Linked DNA regions of Mus musculus: regions 1, 3 and 4 are each linked to region 2. A link is a contact called in public HiCAR-type and promoter capture Hi-C data. All regions are on one chromosome and are shown on one strand. The core of a region is the stretch at or near the end of the contact, and the rest is flanking DNA. Distances in the headings are between cores, read along the strand shown. Region 1 holds the start of 5330439B14Rik (RIKEN cDNA 5330439B14 gene). Region 2 holds the start of Pyroxd1 (pyridine nucleotide-disulphide oxidoreductase domain 1). Region 3 has its middle 18 kb from the start of Cmas. Region 4 has its middle 37 kb from the start of Gm6614.

What was found. Promoter capture Hi-C pulls out the DNA fragments that hold promoters and counts their contacts. HiCAR-type assays count read pairs that join an accessible place to other places.
Region 1: a contact with region 2 is called in a promoter capture Hi-C map of hippocampal neurons, with 4 times the contacts expected there. The contact joins the promoter of 5330439B14Rik here to the promoter of Pyroxd1 in region 2. A contact is called at or near these places in 4 of 39 promoter capture datasets (hippocampal neurons, liver and stem cell-derived epiblast-like cells) and 1 of 9 other capture datasets (adipose tissue).
Region 3: a contact with region 2 is called in a promoter capture Hi-C map of liver, with 2.4 times the contacts expected there. The contact joins the enhancer-like site here to the promoter of Pyroxd1 in region 2. A contact is called at or near these places in 18 of 39 promoter capture datasets (the 3T3-L1 cell line, 3T3-L1-derived adipocytes, the HPC-7 cell line and 9 more), 18 of 484 Hi-C or Micro-C datasets (the 3T3-L1 cell line, the HPC-7 cell line, bone marrow-derived macrophages and 11 more), 2 of 115 datasets of contacts at active chromatin or transcription factors (astrocytes and bone marrow-derived dendritic cells) and 4 of 9 other capture datasets (adipose tissue, liver, macrophages and 1 more).
Region 4: a contact with region 2 is called in a HiCAR-type map of kidney, with 3 times the contacts expected there. The contact joins the enhancer-like site here to the promoter of Pyroxd1 in region 2. A contact is called at or near these places in 3 of 39 promoter capture datasets (the 3T3-L1 cell line, cranial neural crest and stem cell-derived epiblast-like cells), 19 of 484 Hi-C or Micro-C datasets (the AML12 cell line, the AtT-20 cell line, the G1E-ER4 cell line and 10 more), 3 of 115 datasets of contacts at active chromatin or transcription factors (astrocytes, embryonic stem cells and kidney) and 1 of 9 other capture datasets (adipose tissue).

What each region holds. Positions count from the first base shown.
Region 1 is chr6:142,612,697-142,616,082 of GRCm38.p6, reverse strand. 5330439B14Rik (RIKEN cDNA 5330439B14 gene) reads right to left here and starts at 1,488. Exons shown (of 2, transcript NR_037679.1): 1 at 1,153-1,488. Abcc9 (ATP-binding cassette, sub-family C (CFTR/MRP), member 9) reads left to right here. Exons shown (of 40, transcript NM_011511.2): 31 at 1,567-1,669.
Region 2 is chr6:142,344,404-142,348,253 of GRCm38.p6, reverse strand. Pyroxd1 (pyridine nucleotide-disulphide oxidoreductase domain 1) reads right to left here and starts at 2,557. Exons shown (of 12, transcript NM_183165.3): 1 at 2,447-2,557; 2 at 616-696. The coding sequence starts at 2,521.
Region 3 is chr6:142,736,603-142,740,418 of GRCm38.p6, reverse strand. No RefSeq gene overlaps it. Among named protein-coding and RNA genes, the nearest start is that of Cmas, 18 kb to the left of the region's middle. Within about 2 kb of position 1,963, at least 3 of the 459 cell types and tissues checked have an H3K27ac peak or open chromatin away from gene starts, as enhancers often do. A contact at or near this core is called in liver, where this site is marked.
Region 4 is chr6:142,043,640-142,047,553 of GRCm38.p6, reverse strand. No RefSeq gene overlaps it. Among named protein-coding and RNA genes, the nearest start is that of Gm6614, 37 kb to the right of the region's middle. Within about 2 kb of position 1,748, at least 2 of the 459 cell types and tissues checked have an H3K27ac peak or open chromatin away from gene starts, as enhancers often do. A contact at or near this core is called in astrocytes and kidney, where this site is marked.

The DNA of each region.
Region 1 (3,386 bases), core at 239-2,738, 270 kb before region 2:
AAATTGAAGTAATGGTTTGGCTCTTACTGCTAAACTCTGATCGTTGTAGATCAGACACTGCTGTCTCACCAAATTATCTCTCTGGCTTGGCATACTAGAATGGTCAGATTGATTGGAGAGATACCAAGTATCTGCTTTATATTGGCCTGTATGGACTCTGATGGTGGGCCAAATGTACCCCGCCCAGGACTTCTTCGTTCTTTGATACAAGTGATGAGTTATTTAAAAGTTTTGCAATTTTACTGGAAGATTTTACAGGAATGGGGGGATTCTTTTAGCAAGTAGGGCTCACTAGTGAGTGGGTCAGTAATTCCTTACAAAATGACCTATAGATGGCTTATGTCAGAACAGCTGTGGCCACAGGGAGGAAAGAAGCTAACTCAGCTGGGTATGGCACCAACTTTCAAACCAGTTGCTTGTCAGCTCTGTTTTGTCTATTATTTAAGGAAAGTGATTACAAAGTCAGGATATGTTTGTTACGTAGAAGAGATATGTTTCTTTTTCTTTTTAGTGTGTATGTGTGAAATCATACCCAGGATGTTCAAGTGCTTAAGGGTCTTCTTAACTTTTAAAACAAACTTTCTATGGCATATATTCATTGTACATGGTAGTGCAAGGGGTTGGAAGTATAGGGTGAGACGTGCTCACACAGGACATACGCTTGTTGAAGGTTATTGCTAGTTCTGCTAGTAAAGTAAGCCACACAGAATTGTGTTTGATCATGTTGAGCAACAGGGATGAGCCTAAGTTTCCCATGGACATCTGATGTCTCTCCATCACCACGACTATTAGGGTGAGAAATCTCCCAACCCTAGAGGATGGAGGATTTTCTCTGATGCCACTCAGAGTATTTACAGTGCCTTGTTCACCCTCAAAACCCAGCTTCACCCCTAAAGCTATACCAAGACAATCTTTTCTGTGCTCTGGGAAGCCTGGCTTGACCCTTCCCTCTCCCCACCCTCTGTCTCTATTCAGATCACCCAAAGTAAATCTCCTTCGCTTTCACAGGGTCACTGCAAACAGACCCTGTGCTGTGCCAGCCATCTGTGAGAAGATCCCTCTATCTTCTGCTCCTTGGCACCCTACTTTCTTTCTTTGGTTAAAAAAAAAAAGAGCCAAAGAAAAAGAATATATTTGAAGGGATATATTTACCTGTTGTAAATGTATGGTTTTCTGTCTCCATTGGTTCTCATCCAGCCCAGCTCAACATCATTTGGAAAAATGAAATAAATGCCTCAAACACAGGTAGAACATACTGTGATTTCTGTAGCCCGGATGGCATAGGCCAAGTCTCACAACATTGGATCCATCAATACTGTGGTGACTTTTAATGAAGAGTTGTCATCGCAATGGCTTCTTTTCATAGCTGTAGCATGAAAATGGAGCAAACACTTGCCCTCTTGGACTCTATCCAGAACTCAGCAGAGCAACTCTGGAGTCCACTCGCCTGTCACGCATCCCATCCATGTGTCACTCTGTTACAAACCATTCAGTAGTTAACAGTGACTGGCTTTTTCTAATTCTCCTGTTAGGTGACTAACATTGTGGTGTCTTTGTTTTCTGTAGGCATGAAACCAGATTCAAGCAACGCATGCTGGAGCTGACAGACACGAACAACATTGCCTACTTATTTCTCTCAGCAGCCAACAGATGGCTGGAGGTCAGGACGGTACGTTCATTATGTTCCTTGTGCGATTTCGTAATGGAAACCAAACAGACAGGAGGCTTCGCGTGGAGAGGCAGATGTTTGGTGGAACTAGCCTTCTACGGAGAGTCAGGACCAGGCCTCCATTGACTGGACTTTAAAATAGATCAGGTTTGGTTTTGTTCCAAATGAAATTTATTTTCATGTTGTAGCTAATCACACACACACACACAAAAATGCCCCCAAAGCAAAAATCACTCTGTGTTCTCTATACCCTCCGAACTACCTAAGTTCACAGGATAGTAAATATTTATACAATGCCATTTTTTTTTTGTAAGACAAGTGACCAGGTACACTGATGTCCTTCACTGATCCAGACAAGCTTGTAAGGGAAGGTGGATTTTTTTGTTTTAAGCCAATGGAGGGTTACGTTAGTACAAAACTGTCAGCCACTAAGTCATCTACTGCTGTCTTCTCTCCTGTGTGACACACAGGAATAAGCACAGACTCTGGCACAGTATGGACTTCATGTCCCAGATTAAGTTCTTGCTGTGCCAGATCCCTCTTCACTTATAAAGTAAGAATAAGAACATGTACCTCATGGACGTGTCCCTAAAATAACAATGAAGGCGCCGGAATTGCCCTAGTATGCAAGTCTAGCTTGATTTGTTGCTGTGATAAAATATGCTATCAAAACACAAGTGAGGGAAGAAAGGGGCTTATCTCAGCTTACAATTCCTGCTTAGCCTCCCTCATTGTGGGAAGTCAAGGAAGAAACTTTAAAGAACTAGTCCTATCATAACCACCGTCAAGGGCAGAGGGAGAGAGAGAGAGGGAGAGGGAGAGAGGGGGGGGGGGGCAATACAATCTCACGCACTTGCTTCCTCTACTCTTACACCCCCTGCCTAGGGGGTGGCACTGCCCACAGTGGTATAGGACTTTCTACATCAATTAACTTAATGGACACAGTTTCCCACAGACATGCCCAAGGACTACCCAGTGTAGATAACCCCTCACTGGAACTCTCTAGCCAGGCGACTGTAGGGTTTGTCAAGTTAATCTAAGTCCCTGCTGTAGATTATTTGTATCTCCAACCAGATGCAGATTTAAAAAAAAAAAACAAAACAAACCCATAACCAGAGAAGGTAGATGATATAAGAAGTTTAAAGGGGTCAAAATGAAGACTCCCAAGTTCAAGAGTGGTCATAAAATACATTGATACAGATTGATAGTCTTACACCGCCCATGTCTTTAGTTACTCTGACTTCTCATTGGTTGGCAAAAGTGGTGGAGACTCTTCATTACCAGTGGAAAAGACCCTCCCTTTACCACCATGTCAGTGAGAGCTCATTGACCAACTGAGCACAATTATGTTACACAAAAACAACAACTAAAGCATCTTTCAGGATGGTGTGAAGGCTGGAAAAATCGGGACAGAGTTACTTAGGAGTTACAGACTCCTGAAAGGTAGATACATGGTTGCATAAAATCTATAACAAAATCCAAGCTTGGTTTCCAGACTCCAACTAGACCACGATTCTTTATTTGAAGTTTCTGTTTTCTTTCTTCTTTTAAAGATCCCCATTATTCTCTGGGGAGAAATATCATATTGGAATAGTAGAACTAACAGAATATCTCTGTGGGTGGATTTTCAGAACTGTAATGTGACAATGACAGTAGTTGTCTTTGAGTCTGGCCTTTCTTAGCTTTGAGATTAGGCGCGATATTTAGGGGTAAGCCG
Region 2 (3,850 bases), core at 1,308-3,807:
GCTGCCATGCTCCACCTTCTTGCAGGAGAGAACACTGAGCCACCTAATCATGGACTGACCGACCCCCTTCCTCCTCTTTCATCCCGTCCCTTGAGGTTGACACTCTCTGGCACGTTGCCATGTTGACAGAAAGTGGATTACCACATGCGTTATACAGTGGAGTGAGAACTGGGCTCTGCTGCCATGTCTTCAACCACAAACAATCCTTCAGACCCCTACAGATCAAACTCCCTAGTTTGTGTAAACCATTACACAGAACTCTGCAGATCAGTAATTAACCTTGGCTGCTCTTCAAACACTGCATGGGAATCTGACTGTATGGCTTTTGCAACATGCCTATTTTCAGGAGCTTTTTACATTGTTTTTTTTTTTTTTTTGAGTTACCAAGGAACCTAGAGGCCTATATGAATACACACAATGAGATTTGTCTTATTAAGAGATAAAAGTTAAAATCTCAGAATTTTCTAGTTCAGTTAAAAGTAACTATCTAATATACATTGAACAATTGAACATGTAGACTTTTAATGGAAAAAAAGCTTCAGACTTCTCAAGACAGAACAAATTCAACACACAGTTCAAAGGGAACTGTGTCACATCTTCCGCCGAGCCTCTCACCTGTCTGAAGTTTGTAACGGCTTTGATAACAGGAGAGGCTGTGACTAGGAGAATGTCTTCCTCTGGGAAACTGACAGCCAGCTGAGTTTTAAGGAGAAAGGACAGGAGAGAGAACATCAGGCATTACTGAGTAAATGATGCTGTCATGGTGCTATGGCACTGTAAGTAATAAACCGTCAGTGTCTCACATGTAAAATCGTGTTATTCTGAGTGTTAGCCACAGTGCCACAGCACTGGTGATGGTAAACCCTTACAGTGATAAGATGAACAGTACAGTCACGATAAAGGAGAACAAAGACCTAAAACCACTACAGCAGTATCTTTGGCCGACTTATTCCATATACCAGTTTAAAGCTATACAGCCAATTACAGACTGCTTACTTACTTCCATTCATTTTAAAGTAGTGTTTTTACTTGCCTTCGCTGAGGATAAAATTAAAGCAAGGCTGCGATATGAGACAGAATCTCAGCATCACTCTTCCCATGGCCCTCACACTCCCTCTCTGACTAGTACATACTCAGGGAAGACAGAGCCATTTGAACCTTAGCTTAACAAAACACAAAGACTTAACATGCAGCAGTTTCACGATTTCTACCTTTTCCCTACACTCCGGAGGGGGGTGGTCGTTTGCTCATCTTGGATTCTGTTCCACTGCCTGTCCCATGTCCCTGCTCATGTCCCACGAAGCTCAGCACCCTCAACCCCACGCCCTCAGGCCATACAACAGTCCTGTGACTCAACCTATTTGAATGTCCTATATCTGACCACTCTCTGCCTTTGTTTCCTCTTCATATTCTGTAATCTATCTTGTACATTTCTTGTTGGATCAAGTTCTCAAAACTTAATACTCCTGAGAACTATCTACAGGTTAGCTTCCTGCTTCACACAGCTGTCGACCATTTGCCCTTAACACACACACTGTAGCTAATCAAATTTACAAAGCTTTCACCCCTAACTCGAAACCATCTATTTGCAGACTTTCATTAAACACAGCAAGTCGTATCAACCTATGTGGTCTGAACTCTGGCAGTCTTCCTTGCTTCTGTCTCTTATCAGCTTCTCTGCTTGCAATTTAAGTCATGCTTTCTTCCCATGAAGGCTACACTGTGGAGTATGTTTTTCTTCTCTATTTGGTAATCTTTACACATTAAGAGAAGTTAATTACCCCTTACCTTAATTCACTCCTACCAGTAACTCCTAAGATTAAGGTAACACAGTGATGACGTGACTTGGAATATGAACTCTTTGATGGATAAACAGGAGCTGCACCACCCAAGTTTAACAACTCAAAAAACACTTCCTGCTACTATTTCTGGTGACTTCAGCGGTTGGTGATCGCAACAAAATAGTTCTTTTCTGTAATACGCACATGTAAACACATCTGATTCATTTGTTTATCATGATTAGAATTTCCTCATCTGTAGTCCTTTGCCCCAAACTTCTGCTAGACATGAAATTTTATCTTTGGAGTTCAAGGTAACGTTGAAATTATTTATTAACGTCGTGGCACTTATCAAGAAACTAAATTTCATGTGTGAAGGAAATCTGAAAAGTGGGAGAATTTTCTGTCCAAACGCCAAGGTCTCCTGCCCACTGGCACACTATTCCACCCGGAGTCTGGTTCGATTTTGGATTCCTAGCTAATTAGGCACTGTCTACTCCTGGCCCCAAACGCTACAACGGGGCTCTGCGCAGCCTCCCCACCAGCGGCGCCGCCGAGTGGGCGTGGGGAAAAGCCGGAAGAGCGACCCGCGAAGCGGTGCCGCCCGCCGCAATCTCCCGTAACCACGACAACAGGGTCCAGAAGGGGCGGAGCACGCGCCCACGAACCTGCTCGGCACACGTGACGCCAGCGATGCCACCTCCTACCACCACGAATGTCCCTGCCGGTCGCGGGGCCTCCATAGTTCCCCGGGGGCTGGCGGCAGACTGAACACTGGTGAAAGTTCCAGCTATTTTCTACCCGGAAGAGACGCTGCCCACAAATCACTTCCGGCGCTCGGGCCATTGACATTGGACTACGGGTGCCCGGAAGCTCACACTTAGTCCGTATGAGTATTTCCCACGTGTTTTGCGTTTGAAAATCTGGAGGCAGACTTTCCGGCTGTTACCACGCCCACATCTTGAACTCTGGTTGCCCCTGCCTTAGGGGACTTTCATGCGAGCCTCTTCTTATTCTGTAGGGGAAGAACTCGAATCCTCTGGAATAGTCTCGATTGCTGCCCTTCACATAGCAATGGGATATTGTGAAAACTCATTCTTTTTGTTTTTGTTTTTGTTTTTTGCGAGACAGGGTTTCTCTGTATAGCCCTGGCTGTCCTGGAACTCACTTTGTAGACCAGGCTGGCCTCGAACTCAGAAATCCGCCTGCCTCTGCCTCCCGAGTCCTGGGATTAAAGGCGTGCGCCACCATGCCCGGCCTTTGAAAACTCATTCTTTATGACATCTTTATGACAATCAAATACTGTTGAATAGTTGAAGAAGTTAGCCTCTAACTTCCAATTCTGAGCTCAGTAAAAATGTACAGGTGCAAAAACATAGCATTTCTTAACAGTTATAGTTTCCTAGTGTTCATTTGCCTGAGGAATGGCGTTCAGAAATGGCTGAGTTGTTTTCACCTCTTTCCTCTGCAGTATCCTCTCTTACCTTGCTGTTAATCTTTGTGCCCTTGTGGATTGTCTCGCTTGGCGGTTTGATTTTAATATTAAGGCCTTTTTTAATCGTCTCTGTCTAACACTGGTATTTATTGATGCCTCTTTAATTCTTTAAACTCTGAGGATGGCCAATCTGGGTAACAGGGACTCTATATCTCATTATAGATATACACTGCTTCATCGTTTTACAGGAGACCATTTGCTCCTCAGCTTTGAATGACACCGCTGCTTTCTTTCTTTTCTTAGCACACACAACGTCAGCTTTTTGCAACTCCTTTCCCTCAATAAGCTGCCGCTCCTCATCAATAACTTTAATAACTGTAAAATGGAGAAAGGAGTTGCCTCTATGTAGCCCAAAAACATCTTATGAGTTTAAACCTACCCTGCTTTACTTCATCCCAACTACACCAAAGTCGTAAGCTCCTTGACACGACCCCAGCTACTATTTCTGGTGACTTCAGTGGTTGGTGATCTCAGTAAAATAGTTCTATTTGTAATACCCACATGTAAACACACCTGATTCATTTGTTTATCATAGTTAGAACTTCTGTTGGACATGTTACTCATCAACATAAATAGA
Region 3 (3,816 bases), core at 714-3,213, 390 kb before region 2:
AAGTTCTTGGGAGCGATAACAAACTGCAGCACATCACCAGAAATGTTTTGCTGCATTTCTCTCTATGGCATCCCCGACAGATGCAGCTCAACTACACAATGTAAGGCGGACCAATGCATGTGTGTTGTTAGCAAAGAATCCCTCATCACGTCCTTTCACATGCTTGCTTTAGCAGAACATCCTCTCTTCCTGTGTCTGCTTCAGCGAAACACTCCTTCATGAGTCTGCCTCAGCCTTTCACACCTGTGCCCACTGCAATGAAATGTCCCTTCACGTGTTCGCCCCAGTAAAACACCATCCAACCAACTTCCCAAAGAAGCCTTAAGTTTCCACTTCACCTAAAGACAACAGTTGTATGCATTCTTACAGAAGGAAAGCCTTTAAAGTGAGCAGGAAAACCGATAATGGTCTAACAACAGCAAAGGCCTGATTATCTTAAGGAGTTGACTCACAGAATTAAAATGTTACAGGAATATGCTGCGTGATACATATTTGTGAAATTTTATATCTTCATATTACTGACTTCCATTCTCACGCTGTCTTTGGAAAATTTATCGCAGGCCTCACTGCAAATGTTCCAGAAGTTGTCAGTTTTTCTTTATGAAACTCGCTTCCTTGGCTTTTCTTTATGAAACTCGCCCCACACACCTTCTGCTAGTTCACACTTAATCTTCAGACCAGGGTAACAGGGAAGCCACGGCTCCATCTAGGCATCGCGACCACTACGTGCGCAAATAAATGAGGAGGCCACATCCCTCCTCATTTGGAAGGATTTCGGGGGGTCACTCTTCCGCCAACATCTTGTAACTTAAATAGGAGGGGGAATAGTTAATGTGGTACTAATAAAGTCAAAGCGTCTTGATTATATCACAACATTAGAAGACCTACACAATTCCAGGTTATTGTCCAATAACTGCTCACATGTCTTAGCTAGTGTTTATCACTACCTTCCTATATCACTCAATTTATAGTCTTTTTTTTTTTCTTCTCTACTAGGCACCTCAGTATAGGATAGGATGACCCAAGCATTGACTCCTGAAGGATTTGTCTGAATCTTGTGGTTTTTTTCCCCATTGACCTTAACATCAAGGCACTGAAATGCTCCCATAGATCGTCTGCATTCTAGAGAGACTCTGATTTTATTGTGGCGTAGTTGCTTAGTTTCCCTTTGAGAAACAGGACCAGGCACAAAAGCTGACACCATACTTCAGTCTTTGCCTGAGGAGTGCAGCGTGGAGAGGTGACAATCAGTGGAGTCATTGTTGTGTCTCTGGCTGAGAGCATTCTTTCCTCTGAAACTGTGACCTCCTATGTCAGCTTCTGTGGCATGTTAATTATGGCAGCCAAAAGGGGGCTTCTGGTTGCCAGACATCAATACTTTGACATTTGGACCTTGGTAGTCAACCTCAGGAGGAGGAAGTGGCCATATAAGGGACTACACCTTGGTGGATCGCATAGGGCATGTAATCTGTGGTTTAGCCAGGGGGGCAGAGAGAAAGGCAAAACCTGTTGGTGGGCACCAAGCTTGCTATGCTCTGTCCTGCCAGAGCCCTTTGACCCCTCTTGCATGTTTCATGGTTTTGGTGTCACACTAACCTTGGCAGTTCTCCAGGAATGCAGCCTTGACTCAGGTCGCCATTGCTCTTAAATGAAAGGGGCTCTGGCGGGCACGTTTGGCTTTTCCCACCACCAGCGTTCCAATGTCATGGATCAAGGAATGCTTGTTGACATTACACCTACTGCTAAGAGTGCTAAATCCGACTATATGTTCTGGAACTGTGAAAATCACACAAGTTCTGTTCAGGGATCTGTGGTATGGACATAGAGTGGTCCCTGGCCTCTATAAGCCTCTACTCTAGTGAGCAGCACTTATGGTCACCTACAGCCATTGTCATTTCATACGCAGCCTCTGGAAGTCTCCCATAGCTCTGAGCAATTGATTTTGTCTTGTGTAAAGATACCCTGGTTAGAAGCTAGAGATCCCTCTAGGGAAAGGCTGGGAGAAATATTAACCACACAAAATGTTTGACTGAGAACAAAGGTTTTCGGTCTCATTCCAAAGTTTTTGATTTTGTAAACTGGCACAAATGTAGGAATTGGGCAAAAGGCTGTGACAAAAGGCTTTTGTGTGTGTGTGTGTGTGTGTGTGTGTGTGTGTGTGTGTGTGTGTGTGTGATTTGAATTAGAGGTTCATTGGCTTGATGTGGAAGTTTCTTTTGTCATGTATGGGGTGAGAATTGAGCCTGACTTGTCTACCTTAATCCTAGACTCACTATGATTAACTAGCTAAGGCCTTAGCTTCACATAAGCCAGTCCTTCAGGCACCTGGCCTAGCATCATGATGAACTCTGCTAAGATGAGATAATTTTAAGAATATTTATTTTATGTTAAATTATGTGTTCATGAAGGCAGGTGCCTGCAGAAGGCAGAAGAAAGCATTGGATCTCTTCAAGCTGGAGTTATAGGCAGTTGTGAGCCACCCACCATGGGTTCTGGGGACATAACTTGGGTGCTCTGCAAGGGCAGCTGGTGCTCTTAACCGCTGAGCCATCACTCCGGTCCCCTACATGAAATAATTCCTGACACACAGAAAGGACCTTGATCCTCAGTTGCCTTTCACTTCGGTTGAAAAATATTTGTGCTGAAGATAGACCTGGATTCAAACCCCATTCTGTGGCTCTCCTAGCTGAGTAATTTGAGATGTCAAAGTTAACAAAGCTTAATGGAAGTCACAAGTGGCCAGCAGATAGTGTGCCCTTAGAGTCTGGTGACTGCAGTTGAGCTCATTGCTATTGTCATTGTGATTGTCACTGCCGTCCAGCATGCTGTGTGCAGTTGGGAGCTGCAGTGAGAAGCTCAGCAGAATGAAAGCGTATCTGGCACTTTGGGTCCCTCCTTGATAACGTGCATGGCTGGAAGGCTGGGAAGTCCACGCTGAAGGAGGGAGAGAGAGTGGGAGGGAGGGGAGGAATCTCCTGTGCTCTGGACTCTTTCCCTTCAGGGCTGGCTAGAGCCAGCTCACAAGAGTTGACTAGTAAATTTCTCAGAATGTTTTAAGGTCAAATTAAACGTAATTTTTTGTATATATAAATAACAAGTCATATGGATTTATAATTAAATAAATTGTACTGGGAATTCATTCTCAAAGTATGCTTTTTGGATCAGTTTTACTTAGTTTTCTTAGTCAATGGGATGAGACCCCACCGAGCCCTACACAACTCTCCTTGTTGAGCACCTTCAATCTTTACGTTTTGCCAGATCTGCTTTATGTAAATCTGCTATTACATCGCTAGCATTCCACATGGCTTTTAGTCCTCTAGCCTTATTAACTCGAATTCTTCCTCCACTGAATTGTGCTCTAAATTTATATTTATGAGGCTGACTCTAGCTGGTCAGGTTCATTAATTTATGTATATTATTTTTGAGGCAGAGCCTCATGTAGCCCAGGTTAGCCTCAAACTTGCCATATATACATATATATCTACAAAGATGACTTAACTCCTGATCCTCCTGTATCTTTATCCCAAACTCTGAGATCAAATCTAAGCAATATAGGCTTATAGGCATGTTACCATCCTGTTCAGTGTATGGGGTGCAGGGCTTTATGCGTGCTAAGGAAGCACTCTACCAACTGCACTATACCCCATGCCTCGAAAGACATAGTGAGAGTTTTGTTGCTGGTTCTGCTTCCTCCACTTAGTCTCTTCTGCTTCCTGTAGGATAGTACTCAGTACACATGTATGCTCACACACACACACACACACACACACACACACAAACATGCACACACACTTATATACACATCTAAACATGCAC
Region 4 (3,914 bases), core at 499-2,998, 300 kb after region 2:
GAAAGATTATTCTGGAAACATAATGAATGAATGGGGCTGAGGCAGGAGTCAGGATAATGGGAAAGACAGTTATGTGATGATTGAGCCAATAACATAATTAAGGTTCAGCTATTTGTTAAAAGAGTGTGCGAAACAATGTAAGCTTTGCAGGTGAGACTGGGAGCCTAGTATTTACCATGTTGAATTCTAGCTGTTTATTTTGGATATTTAAAAATAGAAAAGTGAATAAATAGTTAAAAAAAATAAGGTGATCCTGTTTCATGAGCAAGTTCGATGAGATTACAGCTGAGAGTACATGGGAGGTAATAAATGAGATATCATCCAAAGTCAGATTTTTTCCAAGATACTTGATGATTAAGAGAAATATCAAAATATAAAACAAGATGCAAAGTGAGTTGAGGACCTGATAATATCATTCATATGTGTGTGTGTGTGTGTGTGTGTGTGTGTGTGTGTGTGTGTGTGTGTGTGTGTGTGTGTGTTGCAGAGCATGGAGAGTGCTTTGTGGAAATAGAGGGTTGAAGATAATCAGGAAGGATTTGACGATAGACCGATCTTGAAGGTCTTGAAGTTGCAGAATGAAGAAATGTAATCTCTAGGGTGAGTGTCTACAAACATAAGCTAAAGGCAGGTCTAACTTTTACTGACTTTGGGGGAATGGTAAGTGATGTTATGAGGATAGACGTGGAATTTATGGGACAGATTTGAACTTGAGATAGTTTCCACATGTTGGAGAGTTTCTCTAAAGGATGAAGAAAGGGATGCTTTAAGAGACAAGAACAGTTATGGGGATGCATTTCCTCATCCTCTAATTGAAGGGGACCCTATGCCAAATGTTCTGTTAAGACCAGGGAAAGTGCCGTGGACTGTACTCAGTCAGTCTGTCAACCTGAAGGAGAATCAGGATCCTGGTTCTCAGGTAGGCAATGAATCGGTGAAAAATGACAAACAGACAAGGGAGTGCTGTATCTGAATGTAATATCTCAAAAGCAAGCATTAGACTTATAACACAGAAGAAAAACAAGGAAGTTAGACAATACATCAGCCAAGGTACATTGAGATGCACAATGGCTCTTTACACAAAACAAAGAAAATGCATAAAAGTTAGCAGGAACCAGGCAGTGTTTATAACTGAGATAAGATCAGCCCTATCTAAAATCAGCTATTCACATGAGCCAGGTGAAAGGGCTAATATGTCCAGGTGCAATTCTAGTCTATTGTCTAACCCACCACCAGGTCCCTAAGTAAATACCTAATTATGCTATTCCTTTGGGCCTAGTGAAAAACATGCACAAGGGAATTTCTGTTCTACTAACTTTTTCATGAATAATGCAATGCTCCACTTCCTCCTTAAACCACAACCTACCTTCTTTCTACTATTATGTAATGTAGGCTGCCATTCATGTCTATAATGAGAATTCTAACTTTACTGTTTTGAACTAGCTCTGAGTTTTCTAGCTTCTATCCCACAAACTGCAATGCCTGTTTTCTAACTATCAACACTTGAGGCATTTCATCTGAATTAGTAACATTCTTACAAAATTCCAAGCCCAGGGTTGGCTCAAGGGCTACCTAGGACATTTTGTGAAGGCCAGGAAGCAAAGTTCAATCTAAGTTAGGTATTTGTCAAATCATTCCTTGGAGGCACTTATAATAAAACAATACTGAAAGAAAGCACACAGAACCATTCATTGACTGATGCAAGAACAAGTTTGGAGCACTCGTGCTAAGGGATGCCAAGGCTCCCGGAGACTAGTTTCCATGAAACTTTTTGCCTCAGGAATGCATTCAAGCTTTTGGGTTTGTCACACAGTTTCCACTGGAGTGGGTATGGCAGGAAAGCATCAAATGGAATTGGCCCTCCGTGGTTCAAGCTCCTCCAGCCATTCTTCACTCCCATAGTTCCACAGCACCTTCCAGAAGCTTCAATCTGCAACTCACACATTTTCAATCTAGTTCACCAGAAAGTGAATGTGCAACTAATTTGACTGTATGACCAGGTTACTTTTGATATAGTCACCTACAGTAAGATTGTTCCAAATGCCCTACTTTATACTGACTTGGAGCATGGCATAGGCAAATAATAAATGTTGCTTTGTTACATATATGGGTCCATTCTCTTCTCTTACAATTTCTAAAACAGAGCAATCAAAGGACCATTAAAAAAGTAGTTAAACCAGTAACTCTGAGGTGTGGTGGCTGGTATTTGAGAGACATTCTCCTGGTCTCTTATGTGATTCTGTTTGCTTAGGTCTATATACCCAGTGTCTATATACATCTGAGCAACATGTGTTTGTATGATAAAGCCAATGATTGGACCAATCATTGGCACTGTATTCAGAATACCTGGAAACATTTAAAAAACATTCAATCAGAGTCCAAGTACCAATAGTTATTATTTTTTTTTCCTTACACAATAAATTTTGACCATATTCACCATTTTGACCCATGCCTACTTTGTTACTCACCCAAATTTGGGCCTTCTTCATTTTGTACAACTCATCAACTATAGCTTGTGCTGTCTGTATGCTCTTGGAGTGGCCTTCTCCAGACCGTCTGAAGCCCATCATGCGTCATACTGCTAAAAAAAACCCTACTCTCCCTCTCCCAATAGCTATTAACTGCAGAAAGCTTTTTAGCTAGGAATGGGGTTTTGTGTCTACCTCCTGTCTCCATGACGGGAATTTGTCCATCTTGAACTTGTAAATATTTGAGATTTATAGAACAGCTTTTAAAATGTAATGCTACACAATACATTTTATCAAATAATTGTTTCACCTAGGGATCTGATTTTGCTTAAGGAGTTAGAGCTACACCTCAGCAGTTATGAACAGTGGCTGCTCTTGCAGAGGGGGTGGATTCAATTCCCAGTACTGACATGGCTATTTACAACCATCTGTAAATCCATTTACAGGGAACCTGACACCCTTTTCTGGCTTCCATGTGCACTACACACATGTTGTGGGCAGGCAAAAATACTATATACACGAAATAAAAATAAATAAACCTAAAAAATATTAAAATAATTAATTTATTATTGCTATAATTTTAAGGTTAGACCGAGAAATAAAGCACTGAATTTAATATTTTCTACATATTACCTAAGTATATAGAAGAGTGCCCCTCTTTGTAAGTTAAGTAATCAATATAGAAAATTTCCAGGAGTCATATTATTGTATCCCTTTGTTGTGCTAGGGAAATGTTAGTGATCTCCCAAAACACACATAGGAGCCAATCTGGTGCAACTCATAGCAGGGTCTTTATTCTATTTGAGCTAGCCAGGGCCCCCCAAATGCACCACCCTCACACAGGACGGTTTTTGGTGGGGGGGGGAGCCTCAAATATCTACTGGGGCAAGGCTTTATAGTAAGCAGCAAGCAGGGAATACATGTGCAAGCACCTAATTGAAAAGCTGCCGTGGCCTTTAACATAATTGGCTGGTGCTGGGAGTCCTATCATAAACTTAACTCCTGCTCCCCTCTGCATTGGTGGTCATTAGATAGAAGCTGGGCTTGTAACCTGGGCTGCAGGTTTACTGGGGGAATAATCGGAAGACACTGGTCTTGTTGGGGGTGTAACCTGGAAACTCTGCTCTTGTTGGGGATTAGCTTAGAGACTGGAGGTAGGCTCAGGTTCTGTTGGGGGTCAACTTGGAAACTAATGCTATACTAGTCTGTTAGTCTACCTGAGTTCAAACTTAGGGTAGGTTCTCTAAAATGGAGCCTAAATTAAAAACCTTTGGCATCTCATCCCCCTCTTTCTCTTGTGACTAGAAGTTGCAACCATGGGACTTTCTGAATCTTCATGAAAACAGTTAGTAGCAGGGCTATAACTTTGTGGTGTTCCTGGGGCTTAGGTAGGGGCCCATCTGTGGGATACAGGAAGGAGTCTTGAGGCTGAATTCTCCTCCTGCT